Regions from separate parts of the Mus musculus genome. Here region 2 is linked to region 1. A link is a contact called in public HiCAR-type data. All regions are on one chromosome and are shown on one strand. The core of a region is the stretch at or near the end of the contact, and the rest is flanking DNA. Distances in the headings are between cores, read along the strand shown. Region 1 holds the start of Fxr1 (fragile X mental retardation gene 1, autosomal homolog). Region 2 has its middle 150 kb from the start of Gm35255.

Region 1 (2,559 bases), core at 31-2,530:
CAAGCACAAGTGCTTTTTATTTTTACTTATTTATTGTTGTTTGTGATGAAAATGTTTTATACTGATCCTGGTGATAGACGCTGAACTGTACATTTTTAAAAGGGCTAATCTTGTATAAAGAAAATGTACTTTATACAAACCAGGTTGCTAGGGGCCAGGAGCTCACACCAGTAAAGCCAGCACTCTGGAGGCTAAGACAAGAGAATGGGAGGTAAATCGAAGGCCATCTTGGACTGCTTAGTGAGACTTGTCTCAGAGTAACAGGTAACCGTGGGGGAACTGAGCCTGTTAGCCCAACTGGCACCTGGAGGTGGGAGGCAGGGTGGTCAATTTGAGCTCCAAATAAAGGAAAGACAAATACATCATGCGTCGCTGAAAAGTTATGTAAAGATGCACATACAAATGAATTCTTTTAAGTACTATTTCCAAAAGCCTTGCTTTCAGAAGTTGGCATTAACTTATCAAACTAAGTATGAGTGCCACAAAGCTTCTAGAACTGGTGGCGTTTCTGGTAAAGTCACACAACACAAAACCCAATAGGTTCTTGGATCCTCTTTGCAAAACTTCCCACGTGTAACCTATCAGGGGTGGGAGGAATACACTTTCCCATTGTTTAAAATTTTTTAAAAGTAATGCCAGCACTCCGATGGCCAGAGGCAGAAGCAGTTCTGTGGGTTCAAGGCCACCCAGGGGTAGAGAACTGTGTCTCAAACAGGATCCCCCCACAAAATTAGCCTAGGTTTCCCGAGCCTTTAATAACGTATTAAGGTAACCGTGCTCGGTCGGTGACAGGTGAGTGAGCTGCCTTCGCGCGAGGCGAGGCCTGAGAACTGCGTGAGGCTCGGGGGAAGCCCCGAGTCCCGGGTTCGTCCTGGGAAAGGCTCTTCAAGGGGACGGCCCGAGGCTCCAGAGGGAAGGCTCCATGAGGGCAAACCTGAGAGTGTCGGCCGGCCATGCGCTCTGGCCGAGCCCGAGCGCCCGCCAGGCCGCGCTTCCTGACGGGAAGAGCCCGTAGGGAGCGTCGCCGGCCGCGCGGATCCTGGGGCGAGGGTGGCGCGCCGGGCGGGTCCGCCTCACTCATTGTGCGCGAGGCGGGCCGCGCGGGCGTGGGCGTGGGCGGACCGGCCTGCCGCTGGGTAGCCGCCCAAGGACCCGCGCAGAGCGGCGCCGCTAGCGGAGAGCCCGGGAGCGGGCCGGGAGCGTCCCGCCCTCCCGCCCGCCCGCCCCTCCCCCGCGACGCTCGCCCCTCCCCCCTCCTCCCCTCGCGTTGGAAAGTTTCTAGAATCTCTTCCCAGCAGCCTTTGCGGTTCCAACATGGCGGAGCTGACGGTGGAGGTTCGCGGCTCCAACGGGGCTTTCTACAAGGTACGGGCCGCGGGGCGGCCGGGGATGGGAGCTGGGCACTGGGAGCGGGGTCAAGGGGCGCCGGGGACCCCGGGGGCCGAGGAGAGGTGTCAGGTGGTGGCGGGGGAGGCAGCTGGGCCGTGCTGCTGGCCTCTGCCCTCGGCGCGGTTTAACGGTCTCGGGGCCCAGGCTCCGTTATGTTTGGAAACAAGGCGGCGGGTGCTGGCTTGCCTCCTGTCCCGGAGCGTCCTGGGTCGAGGCCTCCGGGACGCGGGCGGGCGGGCGGGCTGGAGCGGCGGGCTGTGGTGCGGGCGCGCCGCCGAGGCCTGGCGGGGTGGGGGGCGCGGACGGGCGGACTGAGGGACGGACTGAGGCGGGCAGCTCACTGCGACCCCGCGGCGGCGGCCGGGCCCGCCAGGCTCCTCTCCGCCCGCCCGCCCTCCCGCCCGCGGCATGAATGGCTGACTCCCCGGCCTACCCCGGCTTGTGCTGCCCCGGGGGCCCTGCGAACCCACGGCGCCCGCCCGCCCGCGTGGAAACCCGGACGGGCGGCGGGCCCTGGTGGCCGCGGCCTGGGGAGCGGGCGGCCCCTTCGCCCCTCGGCCCGGGAGAAATGCGAATTCCGAAGGAAGGGTTCAAAGGTGACCCGAGGCCAGGCGGCAGGTGGGAGGGACGCGTGTCTTCCCAGCCCCTGGGAAGGTGGGTTTTTTGTTTTTTGTTTTTGCTTTTTAAGTCCTCTTCCACGAGGTTCTTTTTGTTTCCTTTGAGAAGAGGCCATGCATTGCCGTGGAGGCTGGCCTCGGAGACAGAGGGAGGATTCTAGAGTGGAGGAATTTGTAAGGCGCTTGCTTCTATTGGAAAAGGGGGAGGGGGCACCAAGCAGAACACGAAGGCTGAACAGTTTTTCCATAGTAACGGCCCCTTCTCCTTATTTTTTTTTCTCCCCAAAGTGTGCGAGAATCTTAACAAATCAACACAAAACCTTCTCAGCTGTTGTCTGTCAGTCATTCTCCAAGCCAGCATCTCAGATGTTTGAGAGTCTTGGCTATTTTTATGAAGGCTCTCTTCTAGTACATGAGTATTGTATGTACTTAAAATGGTTTCTCACAGGTTTTCATTTCAATGGCTCCTTTATTCCAGAGGATTTTATTTGGTATTAACGATTTCCTAATTTTTCAGTGTTTTGCTTTTCCCTTTCTAGCTTGCTTATTAGCT
Region 2 (2,559 bases), core at 38-2,537, 1.1 Mb after region 1:
TTTGTTTTGATTTTCCTCTCTGACAAAAGTTAACGGCAGCGTTTAGTTCATTTCAAAGGCTTCGGTAGATAGCCAACGCATGCTGTTGTGTGTCGCCGGACTCTCCCCTTGTGATTATCTGACTTGGAATTTCGGATACGTTGGTAAGACTGGCTCTTCAGTAACGTCCTGTTTGTATTTTTTTTCCTCAGTGTCTGTAGAGCAACAGGAGGCAGGTGGAGTGTGTCCCCTACTTCTGTCTTTTGGGGACTCTTTCAAGGAGCTATGCAGTATTTCTAGAAACATAGAGACAATGTCTACAACACATGGTACATGAAGCGTGTCTCTCTTACCTAGGGCAGACAGAGCAAAGCCTTGTAGCAGTGCGGTCATCTCTCCTACTTAAGTAATGTCAGCCCTGATGCCAGGTCTAGCATCACTGGACAATAAAGGAGAAAAGAAATAGATGTCAAAGCTTTTCGTATGCCTTCTTTTCCTCACGTAGGGGCCCATTCCCTGGTGAGATAGTTAGCTGTGCTTCTTTCCAGAGAAAGTATTTCCTATCAAGAACCATCACTTAAGCTTTCAAACTAACAAGTCCCTTACATGGCATTTATCCCCTTATCCTTCACCTCGCAAATACGATGTGATGTGGCCTGTCCTGAAGTCCAGCCCGAGTTGAGATAACTATTGGCAGGAATAGAAACATGGGAGATTTGACAGGGACAGTGTGGGGTGAAGTCCTGGGACCTCACTGGCTGGAATGAAAATCGTGCACGTCAGGGACACGCCCTGCCCTGCCTTAAGGAGCAGCCTCCTCTGCTTGTGCAGAGTTAAATCCAACACATGGTTGAGAGCAAGCGGGACCTGTCCACTGCAGGGCAGCTTTGGCTACAGACCACACTCCCGAGGAAAACACTCTCACTTAGTTGTATGAAATGACAGAATTGATTAGAAATTTTTCTAAAGGGAACACTTCCTAAATTTGCCAGTTATACTGCAAATGATTGTTTAACACTTTTAAGAATTAAAAATTCCTACCTGCCTACCTAATACTCACACTGTTCCAAAAGTAGAGGTACTTCCTGCAAGGGTGGGGGGGGGTGGTGGTGGTGGTGGTGGTGGTGGTGGCTCATCTCATTTCATGCCTTGTGAGAGCCACTTTACATTCCAACTTTGGCCTTTTGTTTAGTTTGCTTGGTTTCTGAATCATTCCTTACATTAGGAAAAGGCACAGACAGCAGAGCTGCCTGGTCCAGTTGGTTTCTGTCACTGTCTGGACTCTCTCTGGTTGCTGGTTGGTCAGTCACCATCTGTTTAAGGCTCAGTTTAGTTTTTGGGTTTGGTGATTGGTAGGGAGGGTGCTTCGATAACTGCTGTAGTAGGAGGTGTTCCCTGCTTCCATGGCCACTCCAGGCTTGGTAACAGATATATTGTCCTTCTGGGGCCCTCAGAAAAGAATGAATAATTAGCTGTTGTCATGCGTTTTTGGAGAAGTTCTCAACTACTTGAGAGGCATTGCCTCTCGATCAGACAATACAAACTGCCAGGCCACACGAGTTGGTTTTTCACCCTTGCGGAAGAAACCTGAAGTTCTGCTCAGACTACCCACTGGTGTTTGCCAAGCCCAAGGCAGAGGGACGGATTCCACGTCCTCTATGGACCACAATGCCGGGGAGCCGTATCTGCCTGAGAAGCGCCCGAAACCACGGCTAAAGTGTCCAGAGCTCTGTAAGGCTGGGATGCCTTTTTACAGCCCCTTCTGCTCATGTGATGAACCAATGTAATTTTAAAGAAAAATTTAATCCATATGTTTTTCATTAATCTGTACTAAACTCATCAAAATGGTGTTTTGTAAGAGTGATTTGGTGCCCCAGAAGTCTTCTGAGGCTTCTGTAACAGGCCTTCATAATGCCGGTTCTCTTTGAAGCAGGAATTGTGTTTTGCCAACAGCAAAGAAATTCAAACCCCCAAAGGGTTTGGATCAGTTTGAAACTCCAGGCCAGAGGACTCTGTGGGGTTCTACACTTGGCAAACTGTGCTCTCTCCCTTCTGACTTTGAAATACCTTATTTCCTTCCCACAAGAAATGTTCTATTTATTGTTTGCCTAAATCGTGTGTTCAAAACGATCGTCAGGCTTCTTAATGTATGAAACTTATACACGAATTGAAAAGCAGGCTTCGGGACTAATTCCTTCTCAGGCTCTGTCATTGGGTTGTCCTTGGGGAATTTTCTTTAATTAGTCTGTTTCCTGACTCTGCATTTTCTTGCGACTTGGGCTGACCAAAAGATTTACCACAGAGGGTGAAGAAGCTGGTACCACCCAGAGACCAATGCAGAGCAACCACAGGTTTCGCCCCAGGGTGGCCCAGCAGAGACATATTTTTTGATATCCTATGTTAATGTACTCTTATACTGATGTTGACAACCAAAAATTCAATGCAGATTTCACATAACTCCGTGGCCTGTGCCAGGAGCAATGTAATTCACAATTGTCTGTGTTTGCTAATTTTGTGGTGGTGTTAGTTTGTGCTCCAGTGTTTAAGGGAGGCATGCGTAAGCTCACTGGGGCTTTTTTA

What was found. HiCAR-type assays count read pairs that join an accessible place to other places.
Region 2: a HiCAR-type map of astrocytes shows a contact between it and region 1, with 4 times the contacts expected there. The contact joins the enhancer-like site here to the promoter of Fxr1 in region 1. A contact is called at or near these places in 3 of 39 promoter capture datasets (hippocampal neurons and liver) and 2 of 115 datasets of contacts at active chromatin or transcription factors (astrocytes and embryonic stem cells).

What each region holds. Positions count from the first base shown.
Region 1 is chr3:34,018,799-34,021,357 of GRCm38.p6, forward strand. It overlaps Fxr1 (fragile X mental retardation gene 1, autosomal homolog), which reads left to right and starts at 1,281. Exons shown (of 17, transcript NM_001113188.1): 1 at 1,281-1,365. The coding sequence starts at 1,315.
Region 2 is chr3:35,100,739-35,103,297 of GRCm38.p6, forward strand. No RefSeq gene overlaps it. Among named protein-coding and RNA genes, the nearest start is that of Gm35255, 150 kb to the left of the region's middle. Within about 2 kb of position 1,288, at least 25 of the 459 cell types and tissues checked have an H3K27ac peak or open chromatin away from gene starts, as enhancers often do. A contact at or near this core is called in astrocytes, where this site is marked.